Linked DNA regions of Mus musculus: regions 1, 2, 3, 4, 6 and 7 are each linked to region 5. The links are chromatin contacts, called in public Hi-C and HiChIP or PLAC-seq maps. All regions are on one chromosome and are shown on one strand. Each heading gives the region's core, a stretch centred on a gene start, on an enhancer-like site or on the middle of the called end of the contact. The rest is flanking DNA. Distances are from core to core; before and after follow the strand shown. Region 1 holds the start of Tns2 (tensin 2). Region 2 holds the start of Krt8 (keratin 8). Region 3 holds the start of Zfp385a (zinc finger protein 385A). Region 4 holds the start of Copz1 (coatomer protein complex, subunit zeta 1). Region 5 holds the start of Atp5g2 (ATP synthase, H+ transporting, mitochondrial F0 complex, subunit C2 (subunit 9)). Region 6 holds the start of Itga5 (integrin alpha 5 (fibronectin receptor alpha)). Region 7 overlaps Copz1 (coatomer protein complex, subunit zeta 1).

Region 1 (2,998 bases), core at 91-2,590, 570 kb after region 5:
TGGCGGAGCTATGTGATGTCCTTGTCACACACACCCCCACTTCCAATGTGAGGGCTTTCTGAATCTTGGCAGAGTGGGGGGTCTGACTCTCCTCCCATCTTGCCCTCCCCACAAGAGGCTTGTATACTGTGAGCTGACGGCCAGGACACACAAGCACTATCACATAATACCCAGACTGACTGCAGCCAGTTCTGAGCCCCTGGCTCTCAGTGTCCCCAAGCTCCAGGCAGCTAATATGACCCCCTCCCCCACGGTCAGAACAACATGTTTACTCTCTGTGCACTGAGGCGGCAGGCAGCAATTGTCTAAGACGTTCGCTCGGAAGGAGGAATAGCAGTGGGGACACACAGGCAGCTGCCTCGCTGCCTCTGCATGTTATGACAGGGGTGGCCAGGTTCTCCGGATGCCCCCTCCCCACCCAGAGGTAGTGAGGTCAGTGGCTGGCTGGGCTGCCACCAGTTGTCCAGGTCCCCCTTAGTCCCTACTCACTGCAAGTTTTCACTGCAGTTCTGACCCCTCCCACCCCAGTTCATCCCTCCTATCTAGAGTCTGTGGACAATCTCCCTCACTCCTCCCACCACTCCACTGCACATTCTTCACCGCTGTGTGTTCAAGCTCCCGCTGTCCCCTCCTCTCCCTGGATCTGCCCACCGTAGTGTGAAGAGGAGAATAACATGGGAGCAGCGTTGGTCCCTTAACGACTGGGGGCGAGACCCACCAGGACACTTGGACGCACTTGTGGATGATGACGTCGTGTGCAGATGACGTCAGTAGAAGGCACCCTCCCTTCCCTCATTGCCTTCTTCCCATACCTTTTCCCTCAAGCTTCCCCCGGAGGTCAGGGCTTGAGCTCTTAGCTGAACCCTCGGGGCCTATCCAGGCTCAAGCCAGGAAATACACAGAGAAGTCAAAACAGATGCTAGAATCACACTGCTACCCTACCCTAGCCACCTCAGGGGGTCAGGCGAAAGAAAGAGGAGGGGGATGCTGAGCCAGCCAGGAGAAGAGGCTGAAACTAGGAAGAGGGTCTGGTCTGGCCTGAATCCTGGCCCTCCCGCCTTGTCCGCACCTCCACCCTGCCCCACCTTTGCCCAGCTGGTGGGCACTCCTACCCTGCTGGTGGCCCGGCTGCTGTCCCTCCTCCCCAGGGCTCTGAGCAACCTTTCCACAGGGCCGCTGGACTTCATGGTGTCTGGCTGGCTGGACTCTTGGCTGCAGGGCCTGAACAATGCTGGGGCCTGGCCTGGGGCTTCCTGGAAGCAGCCTGCCGAGGCAGCCGCTTCCCTTGGGTGGAGGGGAGGCTGTCTGGCTGGTGTGTGGAGAAGCCTGGCCCTGGAAGTGGAGGGAAGTGCAGGCGGGAAGGGGGCAGGTCGCTGCTCCAGGAAGTGGGGTGGGGGAGGATGTGGGGGAGGCCAGGAGATCAGATTCCCAGGATCTACCCTGCTGGGAGTGTCAGCCTAAGATCTCTGGCTCTCCCCATCTCTGGAGCTGCCTCCCACCCAGTGGGCCACTGTGTGCAGGGGGTCTGCAGTCCTGAGATCCAGCCCTGGAATCAGCCAGTGGCACAGGGTGGGAATTCAGGTCTCAGGGCAGGGCTCAAGGGCCAGTGGAGAACACTGTGTCCCCGGCCAGTCTCTAGCCTGAACCCTCATGCTCCCTTGGGATTTCCTGTGGGAAGGGAGTGTTGCTGGGAACCAGTACCCCTGACAGCCCAGCACTCCACATCCTCAGGGTGAAAGAAAGTTAGGGATGAGGGCTAACTTCCCTGTCAGACGGGAGAAGGATCTTATAGTACCCTCCTCAACGCCAAGTTCCAGCGGGAAGGGCTAAGGGCTTACAGGAATGGTCCATCTTGCTGTAACCCAAAGCACTGGAGGTTCCTCCTGAACACCCCAGCTGCTCCTCTCCAGATACAACCCACAGTTCCTGGCTTAGCTCCCAGATCCTGCACCTGAGGTTCTACTGGGGACCCCACCCGCCCACCAGAATCTGAGCGCTACCTTCATGGCTCTTCTGGCCTGTCTCTCCTTCCTCTGTGGCTGTCACTGGACCCGAGGACTGGACAGGAGGCCCCCTCCCAACACATACTCCACCCTCTCTAGGGCCTCCTGCTTCCCTCCTGGGAATAGGGCCAACTTCCTGTCCCAGGAGTCAAGGGAAGGAGGTGTATGGGGCCCTTGGAAAGGATGGAACAACCTTCCTACAACAAGGGTCAACAGCCTGGGGGTTCCCAGCCCAAGCTCTAGACAGCAGCCTTTGGAATGCTGTAGCTAGCTGTCATTTGAAAGAATGTACACCGTGTCACCCTCATTTGCATGGTATTTACTGAATGTCCCAGTGCAACTCCTCCAGTTCTGGCACCTCTTGCAGGGTCCCACAGGACTCTCCTCTTTCTGCCTCACGCCCATCTGACAGATGAAGGGCTGCTCTAGTCCTCCCCAGGGATCCTTCAGAAGACCTGTCAGACTGAAGAGTCTGAGGCCTCTTCCCGCTGCATGCCTGTTCTCTAGGAAGCCCATCGTTGCCAGTGTACCCTGGCTAGAAGGCCCTGTGAGTGGCAAGGGGTGGGGCACCGTGCTGTAACTGGAGAGGGCCCCTGGCTCTGCAATCCCCACCTGAGTTCTGGCTGTGTCCCAGGACATTCCAGGCCGATGGCCAGGTGGGCAACCGGGGCTGTCCTGATTCCGCACCCAGCCCTGCTGGGGAAGATGGATCACTGCAGCGCCTCCCCTGATCAATTTTTTTTCCCCTCTGCTCCTATGGTACATGGGCCTACATCTGCAACCTCTGGTGGGACTGAAAGTCTTTTCCTCTGGAACAGGTTCCCAAACAGCCTCTGCCCTCACTGAACTTACACTGCCCACCTAGATCTAGAAAGTTAAGTGTCTAGTTGGCTCTGCGCGTCCCCACCGCAGGGAGTGTGGAGTATTTCTGAAAGTAGCTGAGGGCAAACAGTGCCTGAGGAATGGCAGCATTACCAGATCCTCACCTCCCACCT
Region 2 (2,979 bases), core at 185-2,684, 670 kb after region 5:
TGAAGTGCCTTCCAGAGAGCCCAACCCATCAGGTAATTTAATTGCAGGTGGAATCTTTGCCTTGGGGACCCAAACCTCTTGCCTGCTTGCTCCACCCAGGCCTGGAGGGCCTTGCTCTGCTCCCCAGTCTCCAACCTCTCACAGGTGCAGGCTGTGCCCCAGCTTGTTCTCCTGACTCACTCTGATAATGGGATAATGAGTTCAGAGAGACAGGTGCAGGGAGACAGGGTACTATCCTCATCACATCTGGCCAGCCTGGGGCCGGGGGCAGAGGAGAAGGGTCCAGGTGGCTGGAGAATGAGTCACCACCAGCAGGGCCATCCCGTTCCAAGGCACCATGAGTCACTGCCCTGGCAGCCTGGGGAAGGTGTCTCCAAAGAAGCGATTGCAACAAAGCCCCTGTGCCTCTATTCTCTGGGGTCTCCCTTTTCTGCCTTGGCCTCTGTCCCTCAGTCTTTGTTATTCCTCGAGGCCTCTGTCTGGTCTGGGGAATTCTCTCGGGTCTGGGTAGGAAAGGAGAATACTGTGCTGTGTCCAGAGAGAAGAGCTGCGTTTGATTTCTCTTTACCTTGCACAAGAGAGAAGACAGCTAGAAGCCTGTGTTTCATTCATTCCTCAAATATCTACCTACCTTCCCACCCCCCTTTGCCAGCCTATGGGTGCAGGATGCTGCACAGGTAGCGGGGTGGGGTAGTGGTGTTAGCTGTAACCTGGGCAGACAAAGCAAACAGGAGCTTGGGAACGAAAGGGCCCTGCTGGTCAGCCTGGCCAGCTCCACCTAAAGGAGGTCTCTTGGAGGTATTAGGAGAGACCAGCCAGAGATGTGGTGGATGAGGCACACCCTCAGTCCTAGTGCTGGCTGGTAAAGGCCGGTGCCGGCTTTGGTTAGGCTTCAGGGTACTTATACCCCCAAAGGGGTTGTGACCCCCCCCCCCCAAGATTCTGAACCACAGGATATTTGATATGTCACCTCTGGGAAAACATAGCTCTATCCCTAGAGGGATTGCAACCCACTGGTGGAGAACCTACAGCATATCTGTTACGTGACTCCCGAGGAAGGGCCCTTCCGACCTTCCTTGAGTTTCAACTTCTAGTGAGTTCTAGTAGCTTGCCTGTGTTGAGTTGAGACCCAGTGTTTTAAACTAAAATGCCTGGGAACCCTTTCAGCCCAAGTAGTTCTCACAGGAGGGCAGGAGATAAGACAGCTTAGGTCAGAGATCCCAGGCTCACTTCCTGCCTTCACAGGGATCAATTGCTCTCTCCTGGATTTTTAGGGTGGGGCTGGAGAGGGATCCCGGGTGGGAACAGCTCTCTGCTGCCCTCACCTGAGTCCCGTCTGGAGGTTGCAGACGTTGGGTTAGGCCCTGCCCTCTAGTGTCTAGCCACTCAGGTAAGAGGCCCTTTTCCCTCCCCTGGGGCTGGCCTCTTCTTTTATAAAGGGCCTTCGCTGGGCGCTGTCCCACCGTCTAGAAGCAGCTGCTTAGCTCGCTCTCGAACCTCCGTCTTCAGCTCACTGCCTTCGCTCCAGACTTCACCATGTCCATCAGGGTGACTCAGAAATCCTACAAGATGTCCACCTCCGGTCCCCGGGCCTTCAGCAGCCGCTCGTTCACGAGTGGACCCGGTGCCCGCATCAGCTCTTCCAGCTTTTCCCGGGTGGGCAGCAGCAGCAGCAGCTTCCGGGGAAGCATGGGCACCGGCGTGGGTCTGGGCGGCTTTGGCGGGGCTGGTGTCGGGGGCATCACAGCCGTCACGGTGAACCAGAGCCTGTTGAGCCCCTTGAAGCTGGAGGTGGACCCCAACATCCAGGCTGTGCGCACTCAGGAGAAGGAGCAGATTAAATCCCTGAACAACAAGTTCGCCTCCTTCATTGACAAGGTGAGACCCCTCTCTTCCCGACTAACCGTCCTGCGCTCGCTCTTTCTTCTGCTGACACAGAGATGCGTACATCTCTCCTCGCACCCCCCATGAGCTCCTGTTGGGACCCACCCATTCTGGCCACACTCTCTTCTACTTCTCTCATACCCTTTGGCTTGGGCCCAGAGGGTCTGAAGTGCTTGTGACTAAATCTTGGAGCACCTTCCCATTCACTGGAGGGCCTGGTCCCTTCCCTGTGGCTTTGCTCTCTGGTGGCGGGGACGCCCCCTCGCCCCCCCGCCCCCAACTGCCCCAAGGTTTCCTCATGGTGCCCCGTGCATTGTGTATTTTTCTATCTTCCTGTTAAATAATGGAGGGCGGTGTAAGGATTTTAGAAGGTTTCAGGTGTCTTGATTGAACCCGACAAACGCATATGGAGGTCTTTGGTGCCCAAGGCTAGAGAGTGGGGGCTCCAGGCTGAGTCACTGCTCGGCCCCTGCCCTGCTCCAGTGGGCGGGGCCGCTGTAGAGCCAGGGCGGAGGTCTTGGGTCTGCCCTTCCACCAGGAGTGGGGTGGGGTGGAGGGGAGGGTGAGTCTCAGGGCTCCGCCTCGGGAAGGCCCGTGCGAGATTCAAAGTCTGCGGGCGTTGGACACTCCGCTCCTGTTTCACGACCTGTTAAGACCGGAGTTTATGGCCTCAGATAGCGTCGGCCTACCCACGCCCCTCTGCGAGCTTGGCCCTTGTACCCCTTTCACTCTTTCTACGGTGGCTCCGCCCCAACTGCCTGGTTCCTTTGCAAGCCGAAAGCCAGGCCAGGTTTTGCAGTCCTGTGGCACAGTGGCCTTCGTGGCCCCGGGACGATTGGCCCTTTTTTGCTGACTGGCTCCTGAGAGGCGGTGTGGGAACGGGAGGAGGGAAAACACGGGGCTGAGCCTGTGGAATCACAGGACGCCCCAGGAGCGTCTGCCTCTTCTTCACAAGGGTTTACTAGCTCCAACGGTCCGGTCCCTAACTCCCCCTAGAATCCTGATGGAGAGCAGTTGGCTCAGACATGGCATGTGCCTTGTGGTTACAGGGCCCGGCAATTTCCTCCAATGGGCCATCTTGTCAAGTTTGACTTC
Region 3 (2,982 bases), core at 285-2,784, 670 kb before region 5:
CAGTGTGGGCAGGTGGGCCTGAAGGGCAAGGAGGGGGCTCTCGAATCAGCCAAGCCCAGTGCTGGCCCTCGTTTTAGTATGTCTCCTCCCCAGGGGAGAAACCTGGAAAAGGAGAGGAGGGGCTAAACCTAGGAAGCAGGCTTTCTGTTATAGAAGTGCAGGAGGATTCCAGCAAGTTAGATTCAAAGCGAGAAGATGGCCTCTCGTGGACCCAGAGATCCCACATCTTTCCTCAAAGCAGGATCACAGGACTCAAAGACTAGGGTGCCGGCACCCATCTTTCACCTAGCCTTGAGCTGGAGTATCTTGGCAATTGCAAACAGCTTTTCACAGATGGAAGGCAGACATTGCTGAGGCTCACAGTAGGAACAAATCTAAAATTCCTGCACCTGAGTTAGCAATCAAGCCCCAACTTCCCGCCAGAAGCTGGAAATGCCCTCCTTTCCTCAAAGTTTCTGAATCCAATCCTATCACTCATGACCCCGCTTTTCACTCTTGCCTCCACCCTCCCTAAACCATGAGTGTTCCAATTCCCAGTCTCACCCCCTCTCCCTCTGGCTGGGTTGGCCTAAAGCTGGCTGCTTGGCCTTCTGGGAACTCTGCCTGCTGCCCTCCCTCTTGTGGCAGGTACAGACAGGTTCAGGCTGTAGCAGCTGCATCTTCCCTAGATACCTATCCGACTCTCACACTCCAGCTTCCTCCTGTTTGCCTTAGGAACATCCCATTCTCAAACGTCTCCCCAGCCTTCTTACACCCCTGCCACCTGAATCAAAGCTCTTCTTGGTAAGGTGTCCTGCATTTAACCCCGGGATAAATGCCCCTCCTCCCCAGCTCAGTCCAGGACATCTCTATAAGGTTGAACCTCGCTGATTCTGACCTTCTGTCATCTTCTAAATAGCCTAGCAATCACCACTGCAAGCTTCTAATTTCTGCCTCCTCAGGACCACTGAATGCAATCTGTTCACTTAGCTTCCCCTAAGAACACTGTCAGATAAACCTCGAATCCATCTTCAGAACCACGACTCACCTCTGATAGTCAGTCTCGACATCCTGCTCCGAAGCGGAACAAAGTAGGACCCAGGCATCCTCCCTGCACCTCCAGGGCCCACCCAGCCCATTGCTCTAGAGGGGCATCACTATCCCACTCAACCCGGGCTCTGTTCCTCCCCAGATCACTTAGGATCCTGTCCCTCTATCAGCTGAGAATGAGTCTTCCCGCCCTCAGACTGAGCCACTCAGGAACCCAGGCATTTTAGTTCCCAGCCTCCTCAATAACCTCACACCATCTTGTTCCCCAGCCCCAGCTAAAGCGACATCCTAAAACCCAGAGATTGGGGGCGGTAACTGAAAGGCTGGAGGAAGCGGGAGGCTGCCAGGACGCCCCCTCGCGGAGCCCGGGGTGCCAGGGTGCCCCCTCCGGTCTTCACCTGCTGTGGGCCCCGCCCCCGCTCCGCCTCGGCCCGCCCCTGCTCCTCCCCGACTCCTCCCCCCTGTACCCCGAGTCCGACCAGAACGGCCCCCGGGACAGAACGACGCGGAACCCCGGGAGCCAGGGTCCCCAGCATGATCCTCGGTGAGTGGTCTCCACGACTCTGGGATCCGGGTCCCTGGTTCCTTCTCACTGGGTCACCAACCCCCACCCTCCCTCACCTCGGCACCGCGGTGACTGCGGCCGCCGGTCTGCCACTCATTCCCCCTCCCCCCTCATCTGGCTGCACATCTGGGGTCCCCTCTTCCTCTCTTCCCCTAGCTGCGGTTTCTCCTGGTAACATAGGGAGGGGCAAAAGGAAGGCCGAGAGAGCGAGACCCCCGCCCCATAATGAGAACATTGCGTATTCATGAGGCTCATGAATATTATAAGACAGTGCAGGAGAGACTGTGGGAGGGGGCTGGTCCTGGCCTGGTAGAGTTGGAGTAAAGGTTCTGACCCGTCACCTCCAGCGCCTTCCCCCACCCTTGGCTTAGCCACTCCGACAGCCTTCTGGGCCCAGGATAAGAGGGAAAGGAGGAAGTGGGGGGCGGAGGAAGAAGATGCTGGGTGTAGCTTCGAGGTGAGTGTGGTGGGAGGTGGGAACCTGACGGGTGAAGATAAGGGGGCTGGGTAGAAGAGCGGGTGGGAAACTGTCCATCCCGGGCTCTTGCGGCTTAGATCCTGTCTCCGCAGCCATCCTGCCCCGACACGCCGGGACCTGCCCCTCTCTCCCTGCGCCGGCTGCCTGGGCCCTTCTTCTTCTCCTCCTTCTTCCCTTCCACCCCAGCCGTGGGTCGGGGGCTACAGGAGACCAAGGAGAGAAGGAAAGTCAGAGTGGGGGGAAGGGAAGTCCCGCTGGGCTCTGACAGCCAGCCCGTTCAGCCTTGGCCACCCCATCTTCATGACCTACATCGGGAAGGGAGCCCCAGGGATGGGGGAGGAGAGGGCCTAGCTGTACTCCGGACTCCGCAGCAGCCCCTGCCCTCAACCCTGCTGCCACAGCAGTGCAGGGCCTGCTCTGACCTCTGACCTCCACCCTGGCTAGGCCGGTTCCAGGGCCCTGTTTATTGTGAAGCCCCCTACCACTCTCAGACACCTGTGGTCTCCCTGCCCCCACTGAGGACACCTGGCTCTGTGCTTATGCTGAACTATATCCCGTGTCCTCATCCCTCTCCCAAGACTCTCTGCCTGTGTTCTCTTCTTTCCAGTGACTGTGTATCTTTCCTAGCCCATTTCTCCACTCTTGCGTCCTTCCTCCATCTAGCTGTTGTGTGGTCTCAGCCTCTCTCACGACTTTTATGCCTTGCTTCCCTCCAGCTGGCCAACCATCATAGCTATTTAAATCCCTCTGCCCCAAGGCTGTCTCTAGTAGGTGGTCTGCCTTCTAATTCCGGGAGACACCTCAACACAGTTTAGACTCAGGACCCTAACACACAGGCTCCACATTCTGCCTACCGTTGTGTTCCTGTACTCTAGCTGTATCCTGGGCCAGCTGTAGCGGCTATAGCCTG
Region 4 (3,110 bases), core at 233-2,732, 600 kb before region 5:
TTTTTAAAAACTCATTGACCGGTATAGTAAATACTTGAACTACTCAATACATTAAACATTTTGCTTCAACTTGTCCAACACATATGATGAGAATAAATTCTCTTTGACATTTGCAAGAAGGAAAGTAAGGAGGTTTGAACAGATAGGTCAGTGGTTAAAGTGCTTGTCATACAAATAAGAAAACCAAAGTTCAAATTCCCACATAAATGCCAGGTGAGTATAGATGTCTGCCCTGGCTACGTGGCAAAGTTGATTCCAGTCAGACCTACATGAAACTCTCAGTGAGAAAACTAAAACAAGTTGATGTGGTGGCACATACCTCTAGTCTCCGAATTTGGAGGGTAGAGGTAGGTGGTCCTCTGTGAGTCTGAGGCCAACATGGCTTACATAATGAGTAGCTAGGGCATCAGGAAAGGGAAAGGTAGAGAGGGACCCTGTCTCAAAAAACTTTTTTTCCTTTAAAGAAAGAAAGAAGAAAAAGCTTTTTTTCTTTTACTGACAAGAGTTTGATATGTACACTTACAAGGAATATAAATGAAAACAGGAGCTAAGGAAGACTCTTAGAAACAATCCTGGAGTCCAACTAAAGGAAAGAAGCTGGGAGTTAAATTCCTACACTAACACACAGACACAGGTAGGCAGACTCATGGGTCTCTAAACTGCTGGCCAGTGTCTTGAAAGAAATGCTCTGATCCTGTTCTAGGGGGCAGAACAAGCAGAAAGGATCAAGGGACAAGAGAGTTAAATGCACTTCTATAATCACAATTCTCATGTAAGCAAGAAGGCTGAAATGGATCTTACAGTATGAGTTCCTAAAGTCTGAAGGAGGGGAGAGTAGGAGAGAAGAATAAGGAGTCAGAAAAAGATATTCCAAAATCTATACTAGCTCTACCAAGTATTCCTGAACCTGGATGGAATGCTGACTCTCAATCATGACAGAATTACATACTAAGGATTAACAGGAAAATAAAAACAAGTTTTGTAAAGGAACAGGACATGGAATTGCCAAAAGGTAGTCGAATTCTGACCACCACCAGGAGGATCTGGGACTGACAAAACACCTCTCTTCTGCCATTGCAACTTGGGGGACTAGAATATGAGGGTTTGGGGAAACTCAAGTAGGTATGATCCACAACAAAAACCATCGGGGAGAACTTGAAAGACACCCCTCCAGCGCAATCAGAATTCTCCTAAGGACCCTGCATGTTCTCTTCAACTTTGCCACCGACTCCTGCTCTCTTGCCGGCAAGGCTTCCTACTCTATACCGCGGCTCTAGCTCCCATTGTAGGCCACACTTGCATTGCACAGATAGCGGGAGCTTTGGCCCCCGAGGCCTGCCCGGAACCCTCTCCCGGCCCCAGCTGATGAGCCCCACCTCCCGGACCCCCTGGACACCACAACGGAGCCACTGGCCCTCCAGCTCCTACCAAAATCAGCGCCTCCATCTTGCCCGTAGCTGCTGCCGACGTGGAGTCGCACAAGCGACGTCACCGCTGATTGGCCCTGAGTCTTCGCTAGGTCCCGCCTCAAAGAGGCAACATTGGGTGAAGATGAGCCAGCCTTCGCGTCTTGACCAGTCAGCGTAGTCACTCGCTTCACGGAAGCCAACTGTCCAGCCAGAAGAGGCAGCTGTTAGATTGTCACCCGGAATTTTCAATGAAAGGCCAAAACCTCAGCACTGAAGGGGCGGGAGGATCATTGAGGGCGGTGTTGTTTCCATGGGGAACGGAGGAAGCGATTGTTACTTTGCTATTGGTAGGAGGAAGCCACGTGATTCTGTCAGCCTCCAATTCGCACTCGCTATAGGGGGTGCTATGTGTAGCCCTTAACATTAGCCTTGCTGAGAAGCCCTACCCGAATACAGATTCCCATCGCCACCATTAGGATATCCACAGCTGTAGTGTCCTTGGGTCATTTCAACAACCTCGGAAAGTTCACCAAGTTAGCTATAGGCAGCCAAGCGTTAACTACACAAACCAAGGTCTCGAGAAGTATATCCCAGGATATACACGTGTGGCATGCACACATACCCAATAAATATATATTTTTTTAAGATTTATTTATTTCATTTATATGAGTACACCGTAGCTGTCTTCAGACACACCAGAAGAGGGCATCAGATCTCATTACAGCTGGTTGTGAGACACCATGTGGTTGCTGGGAATTGAACCCAGGACCTCTGGAAGAGAAAGCACCCAATGTTCTTAACCACTGAGCAATCTCTCCAGACCACCCCCCTCAATATTTTTAATGTAATTTACTTAAAAAAAAAAAAAAAACTGTGGGGACTGGAGATATGGCTCGGTAGTTAAGAGCTCATATTCGATGGGCAGTGGTGGCACATGTTTTTAATCCCAGCACTTGGGAGGCAGAGACAGGCGGATTTCTGAGTTTGAGGCCAGCCTGGTCTACAAAGTGAGTTCCAGGACAGCCAGGGCTATTTAGAGAAGCCCTGTCTCGAAAACAAAAACAAAAAAAAAGAGCTCATACTCTTCGTGTGGAAGACCTGAGTTCAGTTGCCAGCTCCTATGCCCCGTTGCTCAGCTTCAGAGAATCTGCTGCCCACTGCCCACTTTCTGTCTGGGAGTTGAGTACAGGAGACCTGCACTTTGATGGACAACGTTTTCCCACTTTGGTTCAATTTGAAATAGGATATCAAGGCATTGGAGATTAGAGCGAATGGAAAGAAAGCTATCAGCTTCTGACCCCCAGAACAATAAGAGTTACAAGGCCAGAGATCATTAGCCTTTGACCTCCATCTTATGCTGTGTCCCACCTCAGTACCTGACCCTACCAGGGCTGGCCCCCCTACACCTCTCCGTGATCTCTGCATCAGTTCCTACCTCCAGGTTCCTGCCCTGCCTGAGTTCCTGTAGTTCCTGTCCTAACTTCCTTCAATGATGAACAGCCATAGGGAAGTGTAAGCCAAATAAACTCTTTTCTCCCTAACTTACTTTTTTGGCCATAGTGCTTCATCACAGCAATAGAAACCCTAAAGTCAGTATATCTGTGCACCCTTTACATACCTGGTACCTGTGGAGGCCAGAAAATGATATCAGATCCCATTGAACTGGAGTTGCAATGGGATTGTGAGCTGCTATTTGGGTTC
Region 5 (3,159 bases), core at 305-2,804:
GAAATCCAAGGTTTAGGAAAGGCGGGGAGTCCTCCACCCTCTTCTTCCATTTCTCCCCACACTTTCCCTCCCTTTCAGGAGCTCAGGGCCATAAAAATGCAGATGGAGGATCGGTGTGAAATAACGGGCCCATATAAATCCCTCTGCCGCCCGCCTGCAAGATGGATTGGCCGCATTGAAATTCCTCCGCGAGGATAATTAAACTCGGGGCCTCATCCGGGCAAAATTACATTCCTGTAATGGCGTCGCTCGGGGTCCCGGGAAATTGCTCCGTGGGCTTTCAGCGGCGGTTTTTATCGCCGGCCGGGGTGTGCCTGGCTGCGGCTCGCCTCTCCTCCGGGACCGTAAAGCTGCTGCCGTGATTTATCCTCCCCTTCTCCCAAATCCGATTAAATGGAGGAGCTTGGGGCCGGGGCGCCGCGGGGCCGGGGGCCGGGAGGGGGTGGCGGGAAGGACGGGGCCAAGGAGGGGAGGACAAACGGCCCCTCAGAGGGTGGCGGATTTGCCTTTATTTACAGCCGCGGCTTTCTTTTTATTTTTTTATGGGGGTTTGGTGAGCTCTTCCCGTCTTTCTCGCGCTGCGTCCAAGCACCCTAACCGGACAGCCGGGCTAAGGGGCTGGGTCAGCCTTGCAGCCGTCTGCTAGGCTCGTGCGTTCCTGCGTGTACACAAAGGCCTGCTCCAGGACTAGCGCAGGAAAGCCCCCGCCCACCGCCACTGGGGGAGGGACGGGCGAAAGGGCAGTGAAGAAAAGTAGGGGCTTGCTTGGGGAGAGCACCTCGCAGGCGACTACTTATTCCAGCTCGCCCCCCAGCAAGTCCGACAGGAGGTAAACTGGTCGCCTGGGGTGACTTCGCACCCCTACTGCAGGCCACAGGTGCGGTTATCCCTAATTGATCCCAGGACTCACAAAAGGGAGAATCAGGCCTTGTTTACCCCCCCAGTCTTATGACTCGAAGATGCTGGGTTTTTTTCATGCTTTGCTCATCAACGAGATAGGGAAAACAAAAATAAAAATAAGTTAAAGCAGAAACTGCCATGGCATTTTGCTAATAGCATTGGGCCAGTTCCCATCTCCCACCCAACGTTGCCAGTGTCCTGAGGGTGACAAGAAGCCAAGAGTTCTGTGATTTTATTTTCCCCTGCTACATTTTAGGCACTGAACCCCAATCCCTACTGTATGCTATAAACAATTTCCGAGTAGACTGGGTAGGGTGTTTTTTGGTTTTTTTTTTTTTCCTTAACTTTGCGCATGCTCGGAAAGGGGACTCGAGTCCAAGACTCCAAAAATGCTGTGCAGTCCACAGTTCCACCACGTTGCAGATCAGCAAGAGTTGGCGGCTCTTCCGTGCACGGTGGGCTCCTTTTGCAGTTTCTCCTGTTGGACGCCAGGTGGAGTGCTTGTCCCCCAAGACACCACCAACCTGGCAGAGGGAGCTGTGGCGTCCCGGCCGATCCTCTAGCTTGTGTCCACTCTATCCATGGAGAAAAGCGACTCGTTGGCTCCGGCCGCGCATGCGCAGAGCCTTCCCTCGCGCTTCCCGCGCCCCCGCCCCTCTCTGTCTTCTCTGCCCTGGGAGCAGGTAAGGCCTTGAGGCCTCGCGTCCTCTTCGTGCCGCGCAGGCGCGCGCAGCAGTACCCCTTGCGAGGACGCGTGGCCGCCCTGACCTTGCTAGCTCCCACGCGGGTCCCTGAGCCCTCGCGGTCCCGGCATCCCCACGCGGAGGGCTACCCCTTCCTCGTGCCGATGACCTCTAACCGCGCGGGCCTGGCGCCATCTTGGGTGTCTCACGGGGGTTGGGGGCTCTGCGGCCGGCGAAAGGCAGATGCTGGCGAGCGTGTTCTCTCCGGGCGCGAACCAAGGCTTTTATGGGTGCTCTTCGCTCACCCACACGCCTTTCACCATTGTCATGACCCCAGACTCTCCCCTCCTACCTTTGCCTCCCCTTGTCATCCTGAATCAAAATAGCCTTTATTTTTTATTTTTTTGAAGCTTGCAGACTTTGAACCTCAGGACCTCTGGCGCAGTCAAGCTAGTTCACCGTCCAAAGCCATCATCTCCCTAGTCAGCATCCTTCAGTTTGAAATAAACTGAACGTGGTAGAGAGTAACAGAACAGGCTAACCGGCCTGTGCACAGGTGGCAGGAGTGAGGCCTGAGCGAGGCCTGTTCCCTTAGAAACTGGTTGCCTCTAATGAAGGCCCTGACATACTAATGAAGTTAGAAATAAAATCTTAAATGGTGGAAATGGAGGTTTCTGTTAGGCAGCAAGCCCAGAAGATGGGAGCAATACGAGCTTTAGAATTTATACCTGCCAGCTAGTGGGAAGGTTTAAGGAACGGAATGGTTAAGTGGGGAATTCTCATTGTGGAGGGTTTCATTGCTCTGGTGTGGGCTTGCCCATATTAAGTGACCACTGGAAGGGCTCGCCGAATGATACGCTTGGGTTTATTACACACCAGCAACAGATTATACTATTCCATATGTTTGTAAACTATTAAATTTAATTCCCCTACTTTTTTTTTTTTTTAAGAATTGTTTACTGAGTTCTCTGCAAGCAAGCAGTGGGTTGGGCAGTAATTAGAGTATTGCCAGAACTACATTTTATAAGTTACCATGTTAAAACTTGTTTTTGGAAAAACGTCTTCCATTTTATTTTGGCTTCTTGACTCTAACCCACGTTTACCTCAAATTTATGATCCTTCTGCATCAGCCTCCCCAGTGCTAGGATCACTTGCACATACCACCATGCCTAACTTCAGACCTCCCTTTATTCACGTGTATGGTGACATGTATGCATGCATGCTGAGAGGTTAATGTGGGGGGCATTTCCACTCCACCCTCACCTTTCGAGACAGGATGTCTTACTGACCTGAAGCTCATCGACTCTGATTGCAAGCCAGTCAGCTTCAGGCCACCTGCTTCCATAGGTACCCAGCGCACGGGGTGTGGCAGGCACCATCATCTAAGCCATCAACCCAGCTTAAGCCTCTATTGCAAAAGTTTTAAAGAAGTACTGGGTTTCGACTCAATTAAACCTGAGTAGGTGGGCATCAAATCTGGGTTTAGGTTGCATAAAGACAAAAGGGAGGAGTTTGTTACAGGGTCGCACTGTGTAGCCAAGAATTCACAGAGCTCTGTCTGCCTCTCTGCCTTCTG
Region 6 (3,080 bases), core at 438-2,937, 700 kb before region 5:
GTGTCAGGGCCACTGGGTGAGGACTTATAAGGGCAGAGAGAGCCAAGAGAGGAGGGATATTGGGGAGAGTGGAACAGCTAGCCAGAGAATGACTAAGGGGCTCCTGCGTAAACAGGAGCGAGGAATGGACAGGGAGGGTGCCTGTTTGAGTTGGCCAATGTTGGGGGATTGAGGAGGAGGAGGACCAAGGCAGGACACTATGTCCCCTGTCCCCCACCAAGGCTCCTGGGAGGATCTGAGTCACACACCTCCCTAGCTGTATACCTCCCCCCTTCCTCCCCAGCTCCTAAATCCTGGGAAAAAAATCTAAAAGTCTGGGCTGAGAAAGGAGAGGGCTGGATTCACACATGTGGGACCCAAGCCTCACATGAATGTCTATAAACAGTAAATAAAAGTCCATTCTCCTCTTCACCTGGGTTCCCCCCCTGGCCAATCACACCAGAGGTTGACTTTGGGTACTGCTTGCCTCAGATCCTGACCCACAGATTCCTTATGTTTCCCACCTGACGAAGGGTCAGGACCTGCAGATGTGAAAGTGGAATGGAGCCAGGGTTAGGCTGTAGTCTGTTCAGCTGGCCTCTCTCTGGGGCTGCAATTGGCCCTGGAGATCTGCTTTTGAAGATCTAGCTGGGTGACTGAGGACAGAAAGCAGAGTAAGAGTAACAGATGAGAGGAAGCATGCAGCAGGAAAAAAAAAAAAATGACTCTGGGATTTTTATTCAGCATCCCCTCAGGCCACAACGGGTCAAAAGAGAAGGGCAAGAAGAGGGCAGGATTTTACTCTGTGGGCCTTATTCTGAAAGGGGAGAAGTCCTGGAGGAAAAAGGCTGAGAAGGGAGTAGAAAGCAAAGGGGATTAGGGGAGACTGTAGGCCTCTCTCCCCTCCCCCCAGACTAAGATAAAGACCAGAATCCTGAAAGGTGATCTCATCACACACAGCCTGAGCTAGGGGCTAACAAGGTACCTTCACTTACTACCACCCCTTCCTCTACTTACACAAATAATGCAAGTGTCTTGGGTTTCAGATGGCCAACAGAAGCTGAAAGTTGGTTCCCTTTGAAGACTCCCCACCACCACCATCACAACTGCTACCCATCACTTATCTTTCTGGGGCTTATCCAGGAAATCAGGCAATCTGATGAAGGAACTGAATTGAGAGGTTGGCCACTTGGTCAGGTATCAAATCCAAGAAAGGGCCAGAACAGAGACTTCCAAACCCAACGTTAGCAAATAAAGCCCAATGCTCCTGTGTCAGAGACCCCAAAAGTCCTATGCTTTCCACTCTATCAGCTTGGGGAGGGGCAGCCGCGGAATTCCCGAGGCCAACGAAGCTACCCCAGGAGGCTGTCTGGGGAGCGTTCAGTGACTGGGCTGCAGAGTCCCAATCTAGCTGGCCAGAACCCAGGCACCCAGTGGCCCCGGAAGGCAAGGGGAATCCCTGTTGGCCGGACGCCAGAGGAGTCCCCTGTCTCTCGACCCCAAAGTTTTTTTCCTGAAGAAATGAGGGAGACACACACACACAATATTCAGGCTCCCTCCGCCCCCCAGAGGTGATTCCTTTCCTCATTAGGAAATTTTCTGCTCCCTTTTCCGACTACTTTTCCGAGCGTTTACGTTGTACATCTGGAAAGGAGGGGGAGGGAGGAGGGGGAAGCGGAGAGGAGGGCGAAGAACCCAAGCCCGCCCAGTCTGAGCCAGGCCAGACCACCGGCCTCCAGCTGGGGCCGGAGCCAGGGTTCAGAGGTGCGGCCCCCCACGCCCCTTCGGGTGCGGGGCGCGGCCTCGGCGTCCCCGGGACCCAGGAATGCCCCCCCGCCAGCCGGCCCGGCGGCCGGGGGGAGGGCCCAGCCGGGAGTTTGGCAAACTCCTCCCCGCGTTGAGTCATTCGCCTCTGGGAGGTTTAGGAAGCGGCTCCGGGTCGGTGGCCCCAGGACAGGGAAGAGCGGGCACTATGGGGAGCTGGACGCCACGGTCGCCTCGATCTCCTCTCCACGCGGTGCTGCTGCGCTGGGGGCCCCGACGCCTACCGCCGCTGCTGCCTCTGCTGCTGCTACTGTGGCCGCCACCACTCCAGGTTGGGGGCTTCAACCTAGACGCGGAGGCCCCGGCGGTGCTCTCCGGGCCCCCCGGCTCCCTTTTTGGCTTCTCCGTGGAGTTTTACCGGCCGGGAAGGGACGGGTGAGTGGCGAGGTTGGCGGCGGGAAGCGGGCAGGGGGCCACCTGGAAACTGGGGGCGCGCCGAGGACTGGAAGCGACCAGGACTTGAGTTGGAGGGCGGAGTTTGGAAAGACCAAGACTTGAGTTGGGGGCCCAAGCTAGAATTGGGGGCCCGCGCTGCAGCAGGGAGGGACCGTGGCCGACGTGGAGTGTGAGATCGGTGTCGAAACTTGTGTGGCATGAGGAGAGGACCCGAATCTAGAAGCTGGAGAAGTACAGGCAGGGTCTAAGGGCCAACCGGGAGGAGAGGGCGCAGAAAGCTTAGGGTCTCTGGCGATCTGTGGGCTGCGGGAGACCTGTGGCGGGTGGGAGTCGAGGGGGGTGCGGAGGCCGGGCAGGGCCTTAGGAGGCAGTGGAAGAACCTCGAGATCCTCGGTGGGGCTATTGAGAGGGTTGGAGCTGGGTAAGCGTGTGCCGTAAGAGGAAAGACAGACTGAGAGGGTCGGAAGGTTATGTGGGGGCCAGTCTCATCCTCCCCTCCCCCATCAACTCAGACTCGGGAAAGACCCGGGAGGAAGACGAAGGCTCCCTCCCCTTTCTCCTCATTCTCCTGAATTGCCTCCCACCCCCAGTCTCTTCAGGCGAAGAGATCCAAGAACTTGGGGAGAATCCCAGAACCCTGGCACTGGGGGTACTAGGGCTAGTGGCCGGATCAATCCAGGGCGGTGCACGGATGTGTCGGGAGGGGTGTGAGTGCGCGCGCCTGAAGGGGGGTGGGCGGTTTCCCTCTTGCTCTAGCTCTTGGGAGGAAGAGAAAAGCTGATTTCCTGTAGCTTGTCGGCTGTAGTAGAACTCAGACTTCTGGGACTAGGGTCGGAAGCTGAGAAAGATATAGGCTCTCTGGGCCCAAGAGCATCAGAACG
Region 7 (2,782 bases), core at 143-2,642, 630 kb before region 5:
TGGAATGTTGGTTTTGTGTTCTGGTCATGTTAGCCTCTCTCTTCCAGTTCTCCCCATAGAGGATGGCATCAGCTCTGTCTGCTGCAGGCCTCAGTCCTGCAGCTCATTTCTCTCCTGGGGTGTAGCAGGGGCATCACCCTTCACCCACCCATTCCTTCTTTGGTCAAAGAGGGAGCTAGAGCTCACCCAGCAAAGGGTCCTGCAGTCGGAATGGGGTGAAGCTGCCTGGTCATGGTGGGAAAAGAGGGAGCACGCATGGGCACCAGGGGAGGGAGGGAGGGAGGGAGGGAGGGAGGGAGGGAGAGAGGGAGAGAGAGAGAGAGAGAGAGAGAGAGAGAGAGAGAGAAGCCTGAAGGGGCACTTGAGGAAGAGACTGCAGCAGTAAATCACTCTGTGGGGGGGCTCCCTCTGCCTGAGCTCAGTGGGGTGGGGAAAAGAGAGACAGTGGGGTAGGGGCAGCATGGGGAATCGCCACATCTGGCAGGCAGGTGTCTGGCACTGTTCAGGCTGTAGTCTCTTTCCCAGCCAAGGGGAAGAAGGGAGGAGGGCCTCCTAAGAATCCCCAGGGGAAGAGGGAAAGGTTCACAAACAGGAGGGGGAGGCAAACCAGACAGTCCAAGTCACTGCTGTTTTTGTTTTAGTTAGTGCTAAGGATGGGTTTGCAGAGTCCCAAATGAAAGTTGCTCACCAGAGGACGGGGTAGGCCAGGGCACCAAAACTTCAGTCTTGGTGGGAAACAGAAGGCTGGAGAAACAAGCATAGAGAACTCAAACGGAAAGAACTACGCTCCTGTTGATATATCTGCTCACGGAAGAGGCCTCAACTCCGTTCTAACTCTGCTGTCCCAAGCCAAAGGATATACAGGCCATGAGGAGCAGGTTGGGCTATATAAAGCTGGGCACTGCCTCTCACAGACCATACAAGCAAAGATAGAGGGCATCATAACTCTTCTCCCACCAGGCCTCCAGCTTCCAGTACAGGGCCCCAGGCAGGAGTGGTCCAGCATTCAGCTGTCTATCTGCTTAGAGGGATCCTGGGCCCAGGTGCTTCACAGCTGCTGTGCCTAAGGTTTCCATAAAAGGAGGACCATACATAGGCTTCATCCCGTGTTGCAGAGGCTCTTCCCATTCTGCTTCCCTCCTTCCCCTTTTCCTTGTCCGTCCTAGGTTTGCAGACCCATGCTAGAACAGTAGATAGAGGTGATAGAAGAGACCCTACAAATCTCAGGGGAGAGGAGGAGTCCCCGCATTGCCCCCTCCTTAAAATCCTGCAGAGGAAGGGGGAAAGAAAACCAAAGCATTCTCCTGTCGCCGCAGCAACCATAAAACCCCCAGCTAAATCCATCTTGTGAGCTCACCGCCCCATTAAGATGCAGGGCCAGGCTCTGCGCCAGCCCAGCCACATTCATTTGTGCGAATAAAGGTAGAGAAGGGGGAGGGGAGCAGGCTCTGGAGGGATGGGGAAATGGCGAGAAGAGGTTATTTACACCACCGTCCTGACCTTCTGGAGCAGCGCAGGCTCCGATAAATAACCCGCTCAGCGCCGTTTCGGAGGAGTGGGAGGTGCGGGAAGGGAGCAGGGGCTGGAGGAGAGCCTCCACGCAGGTGCGCGTCTCCGGGTTACTAATGGCTGAGGCGGGAGCAGGCAGCTGGCTTTGGGGGTGTGTGGGGGAGAACTCAGTTCCCTGAGTCTCCCACTGAGAAAATACCATCCCCACCCCACCCCTGGCGCCAATTTCCAGGCGAGGGGACTAGAGATGCCAAGGAGGCAAACAGCCCTGTAAATTAGGGGTAGGGGGGACTGCTGGGGAGTCTCTGAGGTAGAAAGGAAGAAATATTATAAGAGGTGGGGTGCGGGGGCGTGGGGGTGGTGGCTGGAGGAACAGGAATAGCTGCCAAAAAAGGGAGGAACAGAGCCATCACACAAAGGCAGTTTGGAAGAGATTCACTTTATTCCTAAGCCGCACAGCAGCGTACAAGGTGGACTTCGCCTGACTCCATTTCTTGCAGAGGCCGCCTCCAGTCTGCCCACTTCAGCCAGTGCATGGGCCAGAATGCTTGCTCAGAAACGTTTTTTCCTAAGTCATTTTCACAGGGATATGGGATCAGGGAGCAACATTACACCCAAGAACGGGAATCCAAGCCTCAGAGGAAAGGTACTGCACCAGGTCCTCCATTTCCAGGGAAGACTGATGCAGAGAGGGGGAACTCAACAACAGATTGTAGAACCAAAGCAGAGAAATATGTGAGTGTGGCGCTGAGGAGAAGGAACACGGCAAGGCCAACGTCATTACGGCTCTTTCCATCCTCAGTTCTGAGCAGAAACTTTTCTAGGGACTAAAGTAGTTTGGGTTCCAAGGTCTGGCTTTGCTCCAGGGTGACAGAGGCCACAGGCAATGATCTCACAGGTTCTACAGGCAGAGAGGTGTGGTACAGGCCTAGAGAGATGTTCTCAGGACCATGTGCAGGTACAGCAGCTTTGAGGCTAAAGGCCAGATCAAAGTTGAGGCTGAGGGGACTAGCTCCAAGGGCCTTTAAATCACTGTTCCTCTGCAGCTTGTCCCTTCCCTACAAGCTGTTCCCATTTCTTCTAAGGCAGAGGATAGGGCAGCAGGAAGGAGAGAAGCTGAGGCAAAGAAAGTATGGCCTCTGCCACTCCAAACCCACTTGTGCTGAAGTTAGGAGTCCTCCATTTGCTGGCTATATGGGCTGCTGGGATGAGGGCCCTTAAGGCACAGGGAAGAAAACACTCAGCACATTCTTTCTCTTGCTTTGATGATCTG

The links. Hi-C and Micro-C count contacts between places; a contact is called where the count stands out from the background. HiChIP or PLAC-seq counts read pairs in DNA pulled down with a chosen protein or histone mark.
Region 1: a contact with region 5 is called in a Hi-C map of uterus. The contact joins the promoter of Tns2 here to the promoter of Atp5g2 in region 5. A contact is called at or near these places in 2 of 39 promoter capture datasets (liver and pre-B cells), 1 of 484 Hi-C or Micro-C datasets (uterus), 1 of 115 datasets of contacts at active chromatin or transcription factors (memory CD8 T cells) and 1 of 9 other capture datasets (liver).
Region 2: a contact with region 5 is called in an HNF4G HiChIP or PLAC-seq map of pancreatic cancer cells. The contact joins the promoter of Krt8 here to the promoter of Atp5g2 in region 5. A contact is called at or near these places in 3 of 115 datasets of contacts at active chromatin or transcription factors (epiblast stem cells, extraembryonic endoderm stem cells and pancreatic cancer cells).
Region 3: a contact with region 5 is called in an H3K4me3 HiChIP or PLAC-seq map of bone marrow-derived macrophages, with 4 times the contacts expected there. The contact joins the promoter of Zfp385a here to the promoter of Atp5g2 in region 5. A contact is called at or near these places in 1 of 39 promoter capture datasets (pre-B cells), 4 of 115 datasets of contacts at active chromatin or transcription factors (bone marrow-derived macrophages, extraembryonic endoderm stem cells, large pre-B cells and 1 more) and 1 of 9 other capture datasets (pancreatic islet).
Region 4: a contact with region 5 is called in an HNF4G HiChIP or PLAC-seq map of pancreatic cancer cells. The contact joins the promoter of Copz1 here to the promoter of Atp5g2 in region 5. A contact is called at or near these places in 3 of 39 promoter capture datasets (the 3T3-L1 cell line, cranial neural crest and hippocampal neurons) and 6 of 115 datasets of contacts at active chromatin or transcription factors (differentiating embryonic stem cells, embryonic stem cells, epiblast stem cells and 2 more).
Region 6: an H3K4me3 HiChIP or PLAC-seq map of embryonic stem cells shows a contact between it and region 5, with 6 times the contacts expected there. The contact joins the promoter of Itga5 here to the promoter of Atp5g2 in region 5. A contact is called at or near these places in 2 of 39 promoter capture datasets (liver and pre-B cells) and 3 of 115 datasets of contacts at active chromatin or transcription factors (embryonic stem cells, microglia and stem cell-derived neural progenitor cells).
Region 7: a contact with region 5 is called in an H3K4me3 HiChIP or PLAC-seq map of embryonic forebrain, with 4 times the contacts expected there. The contact joins the enhancer-like site here to the promoter of Atp5g2 in region 5. A contact is called at or near these places in 4 of 39 promoter capture datasets (the 3T3-L1 cell line, cranial neural crest, embryonic stem cells and 1 more), 2 of 484 Hi-C or Micro-C datasets (the N1E-115 cell line and forebrain), 11 of 115 datasets of contacts at active chromatin or transcription factors (the NIH/3T3 cell line, VIP interneurons, differentiating embryonic stem cells and 8 more) and 2 of 9 other capture datasets (adipose tissue and liver).

The regions. Positions count from the first base shown.
Region 1 is chr15:102,101,276-102,104,273 of GRCm38.p6, reverse strand. Tns2 (tensin 2) reads right to left here and starts at 1,340. Exons shown (of 29, transcript NM_153533.3): 1 at 1,113-1,340. The coding sequence starts at 1,187.
Region 2 is chr15:102,002,797-102,005,775 of GRCm38.p6, reverse strand. It overlaps Krt8 (keratin 8), which reads left to right and starts at 1,434. Exons shown (of 9, transcript NM_031170.2): 1 at 1,434-1,878. The coding sequence starts at 1,537.
Region 3 is chr15:103,338,638-103,341,619 of GRCm38.p6, reverse strand. Zfp385a (zinc finger protein 385A) reads left to right here and starts at 1,534. Exons shown (of 8, transcript NM_013866.2): 1 at 1,534-1,573. The coding sequence starts at 1,564.
Region 4 is chr15:103,271,260-103,274,369 of GRCm38.p6, reverse strand. It overlaps Copz1 (coatomer protein complex, subunit zeta 1), which reads right to left and starts at 1,482. Exons shown (of 9, transcript NM_019817.2): 1 at 1,429-1,482. The coding sequence starts at 1,446.
Region 5 is chr15:102,669,442-102,672,600 of GRCm38.p6, reverse strand. Atp5g2 (ATP synthase, H+ transporting, mitochondrial F0 complex, subunit C2 (subunit 9)) reads left to right here and starts at 1,554. Exons shown (of 5, transcript NM_026468.2): 1 at 1,554-1,583. Mir688 (microRNA 688) reads left to right here and starts at 735; the gene lies at 735-809.
Region 6 is chr15:103,365,398-103,368,477 of GRCm38.p6, reverse strand. It overlaps Itga5 (integrin alpha 5 (fibronectin receptor alpha)), which reads left to right and starts at 1,687. Exons shown (of 30, transcript NM_010577.4): 1 at 1,687-2,178. The coding sequence starts at 1,952.
Region 7 is chr15:103,299,016-103,301,797 of GRCm38.p6, reverse strand. It overlaps Copz1 (coatomer protein complex, subunit zeta 1), which reads right to left. Exons shown (of 9, transcript NM_019817.2): 9 at 1,933-2,782. Among named protein-coding and RNA genes, the nearest start is that of Gm41406, 9.9 kb to the right of the region's middle. Within about 2 kb of position 1,392, at least 115 of the 459 cell types and tissues checked have an H3K27ac peak or open chromatin away from gene starts, as enhancers often do. A contact at or near this core is called in VIP interneurons, differentiating embryonic stem cells, embryonic basal ganglia and 3 more, where this site is marked.